Linked DNA regions of Mus musculus: regions 2 and 3 are each linked to region 1. The links are chromatin contacts, called in public HiChIP or PLAC-seq and promoter capture Hi-C maps. All regions are on one chromosome and are shown on one strand. The core of a region is the stretch at or near the end of the contact, and the rest is flanking DNA. Distances in the headings are between cores, read along the strand shown. Region 1 holds the start of Wnt5b (wingless-type MMTV integration site family, member 5B). Region 2 overlaps Erc1 (ELKS/RAB6-interacting/CAST family member 1). Region 3 overlaps Erc1 (ELKS/RAB6-interacting/CAST family member 1).

What was found. Promoter capture Hi-C pulls out the DNA fragments that hold promoters and counts their contacts. HiChIP or PLAC-seq counts read pairs in DNA pulled down with a chosen protein or histone mark.
Region 2: a contact with region 1 is called in an H3K4me3 HiChIP or PLAC-seq map of the 230-238 cell line, with 15 read pairs. The contact joins the enhancer-like site here to the promoter of Wnt5b in region 1. A contact is called at or near these places in 10 of 39 promoter capture datasets (the 3T3-L1 cell line, HPC-7-derived erythroid cells, cranial neural crest and 4 more), 1 of 484 Hi-C or Micro-C datasets (uterus), 5 of 115 datasets of contacts at active chromatin or transcription factors (the 230-238 cell line, DN3 thymocytes, forebrain and 2 more) and 3 of 9 other capture datasets (adipose tissue, liver and pancreatic islet).
Region 3: a contact with region 1 is called in a promoter capture Hi-C map of liver, with 2.1 times the contacts expected there. The contact joins the enhancer-like site here to the promoter of Wnt5b in region 1. A contact is called at or near these places in 9 of 39 promoter capture datasets (the C10 cell line, the HPC-7 cell line, embryonic stem cells and 5 more), 1 of 115 datasets of contacts at active chromatin or transcription factors (pancreatic cancer cells) and 2 of 9 other capture datasets (adipose tissue and embryonic stem cells).

The regions. Positions count from the first base shown.
Region 1 is chr6:119,542,345-119,546,548 of GRCm38.p6, reverse strand. It overlaps Wnt5b (wingless-type MMTV integration site family, member 5B), which reads left to right and starts at 2,202. Exons shown (of 5, transcript NM_009525.3): 1 at 2,202-2,568. Gm52875 reads right to left here. Exons shown (of 2, transcript XM_030255703.1): 2 at 2,202-3,302. The coding sequence starts at 3,001. The coding sequence ends at 2,285.
Region 2 is chr6:119,632,885-119,637,155 of GRCm38.p6, reverse strand. All of the region lies in intron 17 of Erc1 (ELKS/RAB6-interacting/CAST family member 1), which reads left to right. Among named protein-coding and RNA genes, the nearest start is that of Wnt5b, 91 kb to the right of the region's middle. Within about 2 kb of position 1,390, at least 94 of the 459 cell types and tissues checked have an H3K27ac peak or open chromatin away from gene starts, as enhancers often do. A contact at or near this core is called in the 230-238 cell line, adipose tissue, embryonic stem cells and 2 more, where this site is marked.
Region 3 is chr6:119,667,982-119,672,079 of GRCm38.p6, reverse strand. All of the region lies in intron 17 of Erc1 (ELKS/RAB6-interacting/CAST family member 1), which reads left to right. Among named protein-coding and RNA genes, the nearest start is that of Wnt5b, 130 kb to the right of the region's middle. Within about 2 kb of position 2,194, at least 8 of the 459 cell types and tissues checked have an H3K27ac peak or open chromatin away from gene starts, as enhancers often do. A contact at or near this core is called in liver, where this site is marked.

The DNA of each region.
Region 1 (4,204 bases), core at 953-3,452:
AAATAGGTTTCTCTGTGTAGCCCTGGCTATCCTGGAACTCATCCTATAGACCAGTCTGCTCCCAAACTCATAGAAATCTGCCTGCCTCTGCCTCTGAGTGTTGGGATTAAAGGCATGCACCACCAAAGCCCAGCTGTTGTTGATGCTTCCTCTTCCTTCTCTTCCTCCCCCTCTTTCTCCTCTTCTCCTTCCTCCTCCTCTCCTTCCTGCTCCTCTTCCTCCTCCTCCTTTTCCTCCTCCTCCTCCTCCTCCTTTTGATGTAGGACCTCACTGTGTAGTCCATGCCGATGACAAACTTCTTGTCCTTCCTTCTTTTTCTTTATTATTTTATATTATTATTTGGTTGTTTTGAGACAGGGTCTCACTCTGTAGTGCGTCTGGTCATCATGGCAAGGCTGGAGGTGGCTGGCTACATTACATCTGTGGTCAAGAAGTGGACAGCGATAGATACTCATGTCCAACTGGCTATCTCCTACTCATTCCATCATTTAGTGGGCATCTTTCCCCTCAACTAACCAGCCTAGAAAAATCATCCAAAGACATGCCCAGAAATTTGTCTCCAAGGCAATACTAGATCCTGCCAGATTGCCAATCAATCTAAAGCAGACCTTCTTGCCAGCCTCTGGAGCACAGGTTCTGTATAGACCTCGCTAGCTCACGGCCCAGGCTATGCAGCCTGCTCATGATATGCATCTTAGCTGAGCAAGGGCTTCCCACAGGGCCACTATCTGATGTATCTTGGACAAAGGAGGGAAGGAGGGATGTGCTGGCTGCTGGCTGAGTTGCTTCTCTCACGCTGTCAGCGAGGGGCAGGCAGAGCAAAATGACCCTGGGCGAGCATGAGCATTCTAGGGGTCCACCTCCCCACATCCTGTTTCTCTAGACTTTAAACTTCCGGATGGTGAGAGCTCACGGATTGAACCCCAGGCAGCATTCAGGTTTTGTTCCCAGGTGGCCTTCTGGAGTGATTACAACCTCCAGGTTTTCCCTGAAACTTCCACAAAGCCAGAAGCCCAGAACGAATGATTCACTAGAGGGAAATACTGGAGCCAATTATAAACTGACAAAGCCAACTCAGAGATTTTGTGCTTGTTTTAGATGGCTCTCCCCTTGTCCCATGTGTCCCCAAGGATAAAGCCCTTGAACTGGACTCCCTGAGAGGGCAGGGTCCTATAATTATCATAAGGCATTGATTTACTGGCTGGACCAGATCTTGTAAACCACGCTCACTTCCAAGTGAGAAAAGTCCCGGAGTACCTGGGCTGCTGCCACCCCAATTCCAAGAGCCTTTCTTTCCAATTAAGGGATCATTTGATGAAAATATCCCTTAACTCTTCCTATTGTGACCCCTGAGAACAACAGCTCCTTACACCTCCTCAGTGTGATGAGTTCCTTGTCTTTTTAATGCCCAGAAGGGGGATTCTGTCCCCTTCTTTGGTTTCTAGGTCAAAAGTACAGTGTCTTTGATTATTACTGCTGGTTCCTTCCCCTCACCGAACTGAATTTCGAGGGAATTTCTTTAGCAGGGTGACAAACTCACAACCTGCAGAATGGATTCAGATCATGTGCTCGTGGTGGGCACCATGTAACCAGGATCTGGAACAGGGTTCTGCCACCAGCTGGAGGCCTGGACTCCCCAAAGCCTCTTCTAATTCCTTTCACCTTTTCCGGTTCCTTGGGCAGCTCACTGTGGTGTTCTGTGAGGAAACAGACTAACAGACTATAGGAACCGCCATAAAAGTGTTTAAATTCTGCCCTGAGCTAAGGCCAAACACTGGCCTCTAGTGACCTTTGCAGGCTACTAACGGTAGGGTCCTTTTATGTGCCTCATGTTTATCCGGAGACTAACTGGGCCCTAAGTCCTGACAGAAGCCTTTCCCGCTAGAACAATCCAGGCATCAGAGTCCCAGTCTGAGACCTGCCTGTGTGGGTCCGGACCGGGGTTTGCAGAGTGGAAATAGCTCCCGGGTCGCTTCGCAGCTCCGGACTCCAAAGGGTGTCACCAAAAGGTGAGTCACGCGTCCGCGCTCCACGTCCACGCGCGGTTGCAGTGCTCTGTCCCCGCAGAGTCTGCGGGACAGTGGGCGCGGAGGGGCGCGGAAGGCAGGTGCGGGGGCCGGTCCGGCTCCGGGGAGGAGCCCTCCGGAGCTGGGCGTCGCGCGCGGCCGCGGGCTGCGGGGGGCGGGGAGGCGGCGCGGGGCGGGGCGGGGCGCAGGCGGCGGAGCCCCGGGATCGCGCGCCCCGCGCCGGCGCTGCACTCGAGCCGTGGCCGCCAACGGTGCCGCTAAGTCGGGGCCGAAACTTCTCGGGGTCCCGCGCTCCAGGCCGGTGGCGCTAGCGGCGCCTGAAGGGACGGTGGGGACAACGCGTCTCCCCGGACCCCGAGACCGCGCAGCCTGCGGCCGAGTCGGAGCTCCGGGCGCCCAGCGCCCATCAGGGCGGACCGGGCACTCCGGGCGGGCAGGCTCCGGCCGCGGATGAGGAGTGCGGGGCGGCTGCGCGAGCGGCCCGCGCGCTGAGCCGAGGCTGCCCCGTCCCGTGGACGACCCGACGCCGCAGCCCCCGCAGGTAAGCTCGGGAGTCGGCCCCGCGCCGGCCGAGGGCGCTGTGTGGCCAGGTGGCGGGAAAGGGGCGCGCGGCGACGGGCTCCGCGGGCCGTTGCGAACAAAGCTGGGGCCGCGCGCGGGTGCCTGGCGCGGGCAGGTGGGGCGCGAGCGTCCAGGGGCTCTGCGCTCGTACGGCGCCTGGCCCGGAGCGGGACTGGCCCCCGGGGCGCTGCGCGTCGCCTCCGCGAAGCGGGGAACCCGGAGCTGCTCCGCTTTTCCTGGCTCGCCGGGGCCCAGCTGCAGTTTTGCGCGCGACGAACGGCGCGGAGTGTCTCCGACAGGTACTGCGAAGGGATGACTTTAGCCCAAGTTCCTGTCCCAGGCCACCGCGGGTCACACACTGGAGACGTGGTGCTGTCTGGTTCTCGACTGCTCCTCTGCATCTCTCTGTCCATCCTCGCGGGGCGCCTCAGAGGGTATCTGGCCCAACACTCTGGTCAGACCCAACTTTCTTGGGTATTTGCATCCTCACAAGTCATTGTTGAACACTGCTCACTTTGCTTCTAGAACGATCGGTTCTGTTTTGCAGGCAGAGAAACTGAAGTGGCTCAAGCCCAGGGTGAGTTGCACAGTGAATCGATGGAGGAGGAAACGTTTGTCCCCATAACCAAGGTCCCTTTTCAATGCTTTTGCACTGCCAGGCCACGTTGGCAAAGCTTTCAGCAGCTGCCACCTTGAGCAGTTTCAGCCTGGTACCTGGAAGAAAAAAAGACCCAGGGTCAAGTTAGCAGTCTCCTCAACTACTCAGGCCACCTCAGAGAAAGGCTCCCATTTGCCAGAACTTTGGTGTTCTGGCTGTCAATATAGGAACAGAGATAGCAAGCAAGCAGGGGCTCACTCCTTGCCAGAGATCAGCACTTAGGCAGGTCCATGTGGACATATTAGGGTTTCTCTTTTGTGACTGGCCAGACAGCACAGGCCCGAGTAGTAGGTACACTCCCAGAAAGCTGGACCATCTTCCCCTGAGCCACTGTTCCTGCGTGGATTCATTCCGGAGGAGAGCCTGCCTATTTATCAAAGATGAGGCCCTGATCTCAGGCCCAGGCTGGAGATGGCCCTGATCTCAGGTCCAGCAGCCACAGGCCTGACCTAGTAAAAACCCCACCTTGGTGCAAGGCTGGGTGGGGAAGGCTGCAGGATGGTTTCCTTTTATTTCAAAATAGTATCACATCTCTCTTTGACACATGATTGGTAGCTATAACTAGCAAGGAGGAGGGGCAAAAAACAATGCCCAGAGACACTGGGGGCCAGTGTCCTGAGGAGGAAGGCAGCGTTGTGTCTTCATAAGATGTTGAAGGGCAGGTGCCCAAGAAGGGAATTGTACGGGAAGCCAGGGCTCCTAACCAACAAGCGCAGGTGGCAGACACCATGAGCGGCTGTGACAGACATCGTCTTTGAGCTTTTTGTTGTTGTTTCACATCGTTTCCTAGTGTGATCACTCTGTAGACCAGACTAACCTCAAACTCAGAGATCCGCCTGCCTCTGCCTCCCGAGTGCTGGGATTAGAGTGCGCCACCACACCCAACCCTCTTTACCTTTGTTGCCCCTCCACGCTTCTTTCCTTAAAGACTGCGGGAGGACCTGTGACACAGTGGACA
Region 2 (4,271 bases), core at 141-2,640, 91 kb before region 1:
TAACAATGAATTTTCTTTAAGCTTACCTTACTTAAAGAATAAATAGCTGTATTTCACAAAAGAAGGAAAGTTAATAACTTTTGCTAAATTAATTGTTAAGCAAATATCTCTGTATACTAATAAAATGAAGCTTTCATTAATTCCAGAATTGAGTTCATGTACTGTTGTACAAGGCAGTGTAGTCGTGGAATACAGATCACTACTGCTATGTGTGATAACTGCTTCACAGAGTTGAGGGTGGGGAGCCTCAAAGTAAGTAGAGATGCTGGAATCGTTAGGGAGTTACCTCAGCAGGCCTTTCACAAAGGTTAAACAGGTTAATGTGTCTTGCATACACTGAGACCTCTGCAGAGAAGGGAGGAAATTATAGTTGAGTGGACATCTTCAGGGCATGAGATAGAAGAACAAAACAGATATCCCAGAAATCGCCTATAATCTCTGGATAGCTAGTGAGTTAAATAATAAGGCAACAGAATCAAAGTGCATGTAATCCATTAATAAGAGAATGTGGATTTCCTATTTAATATGGGTTGTTGACAATTAACCTATGCCTCTTCACCCATGGTATTAGCATGGTATTGCTCATGGAGCCTGACCTCAGGGCCTTGAGTTCCACCACTGAATTAAATCCTTTGAAAAGGTTTAAGACAAGGCAAGGATGTGTAAGCCACAGCAACAGCTTTAAACTTGGTGGGATCACCCTTGCTGCTCTCCTGGAACATCTGACAGGAAGGACTGATTACACGGTGAGCTTACCCCATGGTATTAGCATGCTAAGCCACTGGCCTCCTTCTTTCATCTGATCTTTTCCCCAAAAGCTTTCAGGATTGTGGAGTATATTGTATATAATTCTGCAGCTATCCAACTTGGAATTCATACTTGGACAAGGAGGGGATGGTAAACATTGTTGGTTATGCTCCTTAATTCATGTCCCGTGTACTTCAGTGTGCTTCTGTGGAACACACACATGCTTAGCACTCCCGCCAAGTCACTGTTTCAGTCTTGGTTGCAGTTTCTTACTTACTGGTGCTGGAAGGCCAATGTGTTAAAGATTCCGAAATCATCAAAGGATGCTCAGCTTTCTTTGCCTTTGATATTTGTCTCTGGTTTCTGAAATTTGCCCAGAATGGGGAAAGGAACAGAGGGGAGGTCTTACTATTTCCTGGAGCTCACATGCCACAGTAGTGCACATCTTGATTCCATTAGTCTATGCAGGTCAAAGAGCAAGTTCAGCTGGTGTAGTTTACAGCACCAGGGACAGAGTGACTAGCCACTTTAATGACTTGCCTTTCTGCTGCAACTTACTCAGGAAATAGGGGTTGCTAACCACTGAAATGTTTGTATCCATGGTTGATGGGGTGGGGTGTTTGTTTGTTAACTGAGGAATAGACTCAGAATAGGGAGAGTGACTCGGCAGGAAGTGCGCTGACATTTTGTCCTCTGATCCTCTGGGGGTTCTCCCTTGTGTCTTCCTAGTTGCTCTCTTGGGGCTCTCCAGGCAAACAGTGAGGCTGCTTGTGCTAGCAGGACTCCATCTGGGGGCAGCCTCTAGTCGGGAGCACTCTGTTGTGATCAACTTCTGATTTCTGTATCTTTTCCTAAAAATGATCACTTCTGACTTTTTTTATATTCTTTTCTGTTTCTCTGTTTTCATCAGAAAAATAGTACTTTTATCAAAAAGTATCTTCTTACAAAGACTGTTTTCAATAGACAACAACTAAACCCAGTTTCTTTCACAACTTAACTGTTTTGTTTCATTCTGATTTTTTGCCTCTGAAAACACAACATTTTAAACAAGTTTCAACTTTTTCACAGTGGGTCTAATAAGCACCTAATAACCAGCTCACCGTGTAATCAGTCCTTCCTGTCAGATGTTCCAGGAGAGCAGCAAGGGTGATCCCACCAAGTTTAAAGCTGTTGCTGTGGCTTACACATCCCTGCCTTGTCTTAAACCTTTTCAAAGGATTTAACTCAGTGGTGGAACTCAAGGCCCTGAGGTCAGTCTCCATGAGCAAAGAAGAGGGAGAAGCTCCACAGTGTTTTCAAGGCGGTTCGCCCAAAGAGATCCAGTTTGCTCCACACCCAGTATGTGTACTAGCAAGAGGACAAGCTTGCAAAAGAGACTTTATTCAGCAACAGTCAACTGTGAGGAGCCAGGACATCTCTCCTGCCTCCCCAGGACTAGTAAAGGGAGAGCTGTGGGACATAGATGATAAGTGTAACTCTCCATGCTAGACCTGAGCATAGGGCTTTTGTCCTACCAGATCTTGCAAGGAACCCAAGTAAAGGCTTAGTAGTTCCAGGTAGTTTTAACCATTGCTAAATATCTGAAAACCTTGGGAATGCATACAGCAGAGGTACTAGCTACAGCAAAGCAGTAGAGGTGTATTGCTGTGCTTCACTATATAACATCTAAAACATAACGAGAGTGCAAAGTCTCAGGTTTGGGCTCAAGAGAACCCCGAGGCAGATTGTTCATGTAAATAAGAGCTTGGTTTATTACAAGAGTTATTAACAAGACAGGCATGGCAAAGGTCCTGAGGAAAGCTGAGGCCCAAAGGACAAAGTGAGGTTGCCTTCTTACAGGAAAGGGAGAGTTTGTATGCCAGGGGGTTGATGAGTCCATAGTAAATGCTTGCAAGTCAGGCAGTCTCTGATTCCCAGATGGCAATGGGAGAGGATTGTTTCTTGCATTCTGAGGAAAGAATGTGTCACCTTTAGGGTGTGGAGAACATGAGGATAAGGCACCCATTTGGTTAGTGTGCATCTATTATATTAGGTGTTTAGGAGTTGGGTAACTCATAGCTTGGAATGTGCTAGCCTAGAGTCTGTCTGCAGAATCAGCTGTCAGGATGGGGAGAGACACCACTCACTCAGGTGTGACCTGAGCAGCATCTGGAGTGGATCCCGGTGAAAAGCAAGAGAGGCTCCAGAGCCTTATGCATGTTTTCTTTGGGCATTAATAGTATCCATTGCAAATTTATTAAAATTATAACATATCCAAGAGAACAATACTGTCTCTATCCCTAACTGTCCAAGCATACCGTTTATGTAAGAATTGGAACTCGATCAAAACACTTCAACAATGTGGAATAATTTCACCTTTTCACACTGTGCTGTTCTTCTTTTTTTATTACCCCCTCGTGAGTATGTGTACATGCACACATGCACAGTGTAGAGGCTAGAAACTAGACATCTCTCCCCTTCTACTGTAGTCAGTTTTCTCCTTCCACCATCAAGCTCAGGTCAGCAGGCTTGCCACCCCATGAGCATTTTTTATAATACAAAACTCAAATCCCTGTCATATTTGAATTTGTATCTAATAAAGATACTGATGGTGCTATATAATTATATTGCTTATATTAATTCCTCATTTCCTTTTTGGCTAATACCAACTGTGACTCTTACAATCAGTACAGACATGCAGCACCCTCATTGAGAGTGCACGCTTCTCATTCCACATCTTATGTCCTGAAAGGACCCTGATGACAACCAATAGGAAGTGTACAGTACACAGTTGATCCAGCTTGAACTCCTTCAGTTATGAGGGCATTTCACCACTTAAAATATGTGTTTCAAATGATGAGCTGATGTATTTAGACCATCTTGATTGCTTTGGTGCTAACTAGAGCCTGGATGTATAAGCCACCTGCCATTTTTCTGAGTTCCACAGTGTTAAGACAGCAGAACGTGATACTAGGATCCATGAGGATCTTCTCTTCTCTTCCAGCAACAAAAACTAGTTAAACGAATTTTTATTTTCATATTGTAAGCTGGTCTGTGGCTCACATTTGTTAGTATTACTTGTTCAGAGTTTAGTACATCTACTCATCCAAAATTAAATCTCAGAATATTTAAATGATAGTCTTCCAGTTTGTGGCTTCACTAAACTTTTCCGTATGACTGCAGTTGAAGCTCAATTATCTTAACAAAAGTCAGAAGGAAAGCTAAGCTTCAGCAGCGCTCAGAGTCAGCATTTCCTGGGTCAAAACCTAATAGCTACTTCATGTAGTAGCTCAGATCTGTCCCCTTCCACGACAGATGACCTAGGGGAGATGGGTTTGGGCCTGTAGACAGTTTCTTCACCCAGTCCATTCCGTTTATTTGTGAGTTCCTTTCATGTACCTCCTTGATCTTTACTTTTTGTACATAGACTAGAATACTTAGCAGACTGTGGTAAAGAGTAGGGTGAAAAGTGAGGTCAGAATTAGCACAGTATTAAAGTTTGCACAGCGAAACTGAAAGCTCTCATCAAAGCGGACATGTAACGC
Region 3 (4,098 bases), core at 945-3,444, 130 kb before region 1:
CCAGAGGTCTAACTTGAAATGGCTGGAGTCTTTAGACTCTCAATGCCCAACTCCCAGTGACATACTTCCTCCACTAGGACTATACCTCTTAAACCTCACAAACAGCTCTACCAACTGGAGACCAAGTACTCGAATGTCCCAGACTATGGGCAACAACTCTTTCAAAGCACCATACCCTACACAATCCCCTTACAGTTTTATTTTTTTGGTGCATATTTTTAATCCGAATTTTGTAGTTTGTCAACTTGAACATTTACACTCTGCTTATTGACAACCTTTTGTTTTGGTGTATTACAGTTCAGAGAATGTCATTATTCTTGCTTTTTTTTTTTAACATATGTAAGTATATTTCTCTAGCATATATTCTTTAATAGAATTTGCTAATAAGAACATATACATTGTTTGTTTGTTTGTTTGTTTGTTTGTTTTGAGACAGGTTTCTCTGAATAACCATGGCTGTCTTAGAACTCACTCTGTAGACGAGACTGGCCTCGAACTCAGAAATCCGCCTGCCTCTGCCTCCCAAGTGCTGGGGTTAAAGGCATGCGCCACCACTGTCTGACATACATACTTAACTTTGATACCTCTTACTGAATTGCTGCCAATATTAGTCTCTCCCCACATAGTATTATAGAATTTTATATTCTTATATGTACTAGACAATATCCATATCTACTTACTAAATTTCTGCTGACTTAGGTTTACATTTGTATTATCCTTCTATATCACAGTTAACTCTCCTATCTTTGGGAATGGTATTCCATAATACATTTAACTGTTCTTCCCTTGGTAAATAATTAAATTACTTTTAAAATTCCTCTATTATATATGTTATTTAGTAAAAGTTTATATGAATGCAGATTTTCATTAGCATGAAAATAATCTTAAGCCAAAGTCATTTCATATGTGTACATCTGCAGAATAAAATTTGCAAAGTAGAACCATAAGATCAGAGGACTTCAAGTCCAAGTTGATACTTGTTTCTGTTTGATATCTGATTTCAGGTATATATCACCACACAAATCTTCTAGTTGATACCATTAAATGAAAATAACAGCATGGGAATGTTATATACTACTATTTGTTTTAAAAGAAGGAAATTTGAAGCTGGGCATATAATGACCATTAACCTGGGGCAGTAAGAACAAGCATGAGTGAAGGTTTTTTTTTTGTTTTTTTGTTTTTTTTTTTTTTGTCTTTTAACTATAAAGCACAATATTTTGAGACAGAATCACAGTGTATAGTCTAAAGTGCTCTTGAATCTCAACCCTGCTGTCTAAGTTCCCTCCACACTAGTATCATAAGCATGCAGTGTCATGCTTTGACTACGTTTATATATTCTTTATACTTTTTGAAAAACCGTATGAATGAGACCTGAGTTTATAGTCTGACTGGTAAATCACATGCGTAGCTGTGTTAAAAATCTAATCTGCATGGAGAAAGGTGGGGAGTGAATGTATTACCTATATAATATTTTAATATTATGTTTCTTTAATATAGCAATAAAAGCATGAGTTTTCAACTTAGAATTGGATTTAATTATACAATGTGTGACACTGACATTATTGTGCTCTCATTTCATGTATATAAAGTAGTAAATGTCTGTCTCATAAATTTGTGAGAAATTACTTTAAAAGTACAGAATTTACAGGCCTACTCATAATGCATAATTAAGCTCATTTAATCTATTCTGCCAATTATGAAATAACTTAGCCCAGTACTTCTCACCCTTCCTACTGCGACTTTTTAATACAGTTTTTTATGTTGTGGTGACCCCCAATCATAAAATTATTTTTTGTTGCTACTTCATAACTGTAATTTTGCTACTGTTATGAATTGTAAATATCTGTGCTTTTTCCTTTGGTCTCAGGTGACCCCTGTGAAGCAATCTGTTGAATCCCCCAGGGCTGGCAAAGCACAAGTTGAGAACCACTGCCTTAGAGCTTATCTTTATACAGATAGCATTTAACATAGAATACACATTGTCTTTTCCTCTCTTCAAATTGAATGTGGAGGCAGAAGTCTTTGTTTTACTAGGAAAGAGGCCATGACCCTGACTTGGTTTTGTGACAGTCACTTCAAAAGAAGTCATAAAAATATTTGCAGACAGTGGAAAAGTAAACACAGCTTGGGAACTGATCCATGTCGAGATGAATATAGAAGTGAACTGGTATAAAGTTTCAAGGTGCAAAATAGCTGTTTGGAAGCTGTGACTCATGCAGTTGTTCTCAGACAGAGTTCACACATTTTCAGGATGAGCATACTCTTGAACGGCCTGAAGACACGGGCATGTGTAGCATGCAGTATATTCTTATAAGCCAGAATTATTAGCCTCTGAGAGCGTCTGAGGGACTCCTGAAGAATACATTTGGCAGTAATGATAATGGAGACACACTCACAGAGATATAGCAACTTTAAACTTATTTTATGAACCACAGTGGAAGAGCTTCAAGAGACCCTCTCTTCCTTCCAAATTCATTAACTGAGTTTTTCCAAGTAATTTGAATCTCAAAGATTTTATTTAGTTGTTTTTTTTTTAAATCAAGAATGTCAGATTAGAAAGGGCTAGAAAGTTTAATCCCAAAGGTTTCTGTAATAATAACCAATCTACCCTGGAGCTCCTACCAACTCCAGCGATTTTGAGGAATTTTCTGTATCATCTTGTTGTCTGGTTGGTTTACCTATAAACATTTTAGTTTCTGCATGCAATATACAGCAAGCAAAACTAAATGGTATATAATTATATATCAGACTTACATTCCATACTACCTATATAATATAAAACTATTCATAAAACACCCCAAATGAGGTTTTTATAGTAACATTAAAATTACTACCTGAAATAAAATGTCCCCACTTCTTCTAAAATAACACTAGAGCTTATCTTTAAGCCCTTCCTCTATTCTCAAGAATTCTGGTACCGTGTCCAGTCCATGTCTGCTTGATTTCTTCTCTTGTCTTTTTTCTTGTCAGAACCATAGTTGTGCTTTATAGGTGATTCGCAGGCGTGGGGATACTTACCTGCCCCTAAGTGACCCTCCCGTCTTTACTGTCCCTATCCACTTACCTCACAGCCCTCTCACACCCCTTCTGTAGTGTGTCTTCTTCTGTATGCACCCGTGCTTCATTCCGTGTATGTGTAACAGTAGCTCATTTACACTTGCTATGTTGCATTCCATCCTGTGACTATACCACAGTTTACCCACTCAACCATAAGTAGAAATCTGAGGTGTTAGCTGGTTGGAGATGGTATCAGTTCTTTCATTCCACGTTTGCTTGGGTCCCTGAGCTCAAACTCAGGTAGTCAGGCTTACATCATAGGACAGCAAGTGATCTCTACCCACTGCGCGGCCTCACTAGCAAGACAGTTTGGCGATGTTACAAATAAAACCTTGTCTTTTATTTACCTCTCTCATATTTTGGGCTTATTGAAAGCATACATTTTTTATGTTTGTCATTTTGATGTCTAGTGCATTGAAAGAGTAGGAGAGAAGAGGAAGGTAGACATAACAATTTAGATAGTACCATTGCCTTTCTTAAAATGATAATTTTATGTTTCTCTAGATCTTTTCTGCAGTTGTGTTCACTATAGTTCTTTGTAATGGAAACTCGAACTCTTAAGTACTAGCTAGTAAACTGTTGGAATTTATTAAGCAATAATGTTTCCATGTCTCTCTAGCCAAATCTTCTGCTCCTTCAGAATGACTATTAAATAAACTTTTATTTTTAACTTTCAAAAAGTTGACTATATAAAACCAGTGATAGATTCTTAAATATGAAATTAAGCATTTACAGTTGTAAACTGATAATAACTGCAATTAGGACTTCATGTTTCCTAACCTTTTTAGTTTTGGGTTCTTCTTAGAGCTTATTTTAGAGATGGCAAAAGAGTTTTCATAAAATATAACCTCTTGGAATAAAGAATTAGGAATTGTAATTTCTTGTTTCAATTTCTAAATTTAGTTTAGATAATTAAACCCATGATTTATTTTACATGTTCTATTTAAGAGTTTACAATATTGTTCCTAATGCACAGTTGGGTATGTCCACCTGGTGATAGACTCACTTTGGGTTCATATACAACCACATTGCTTCTTG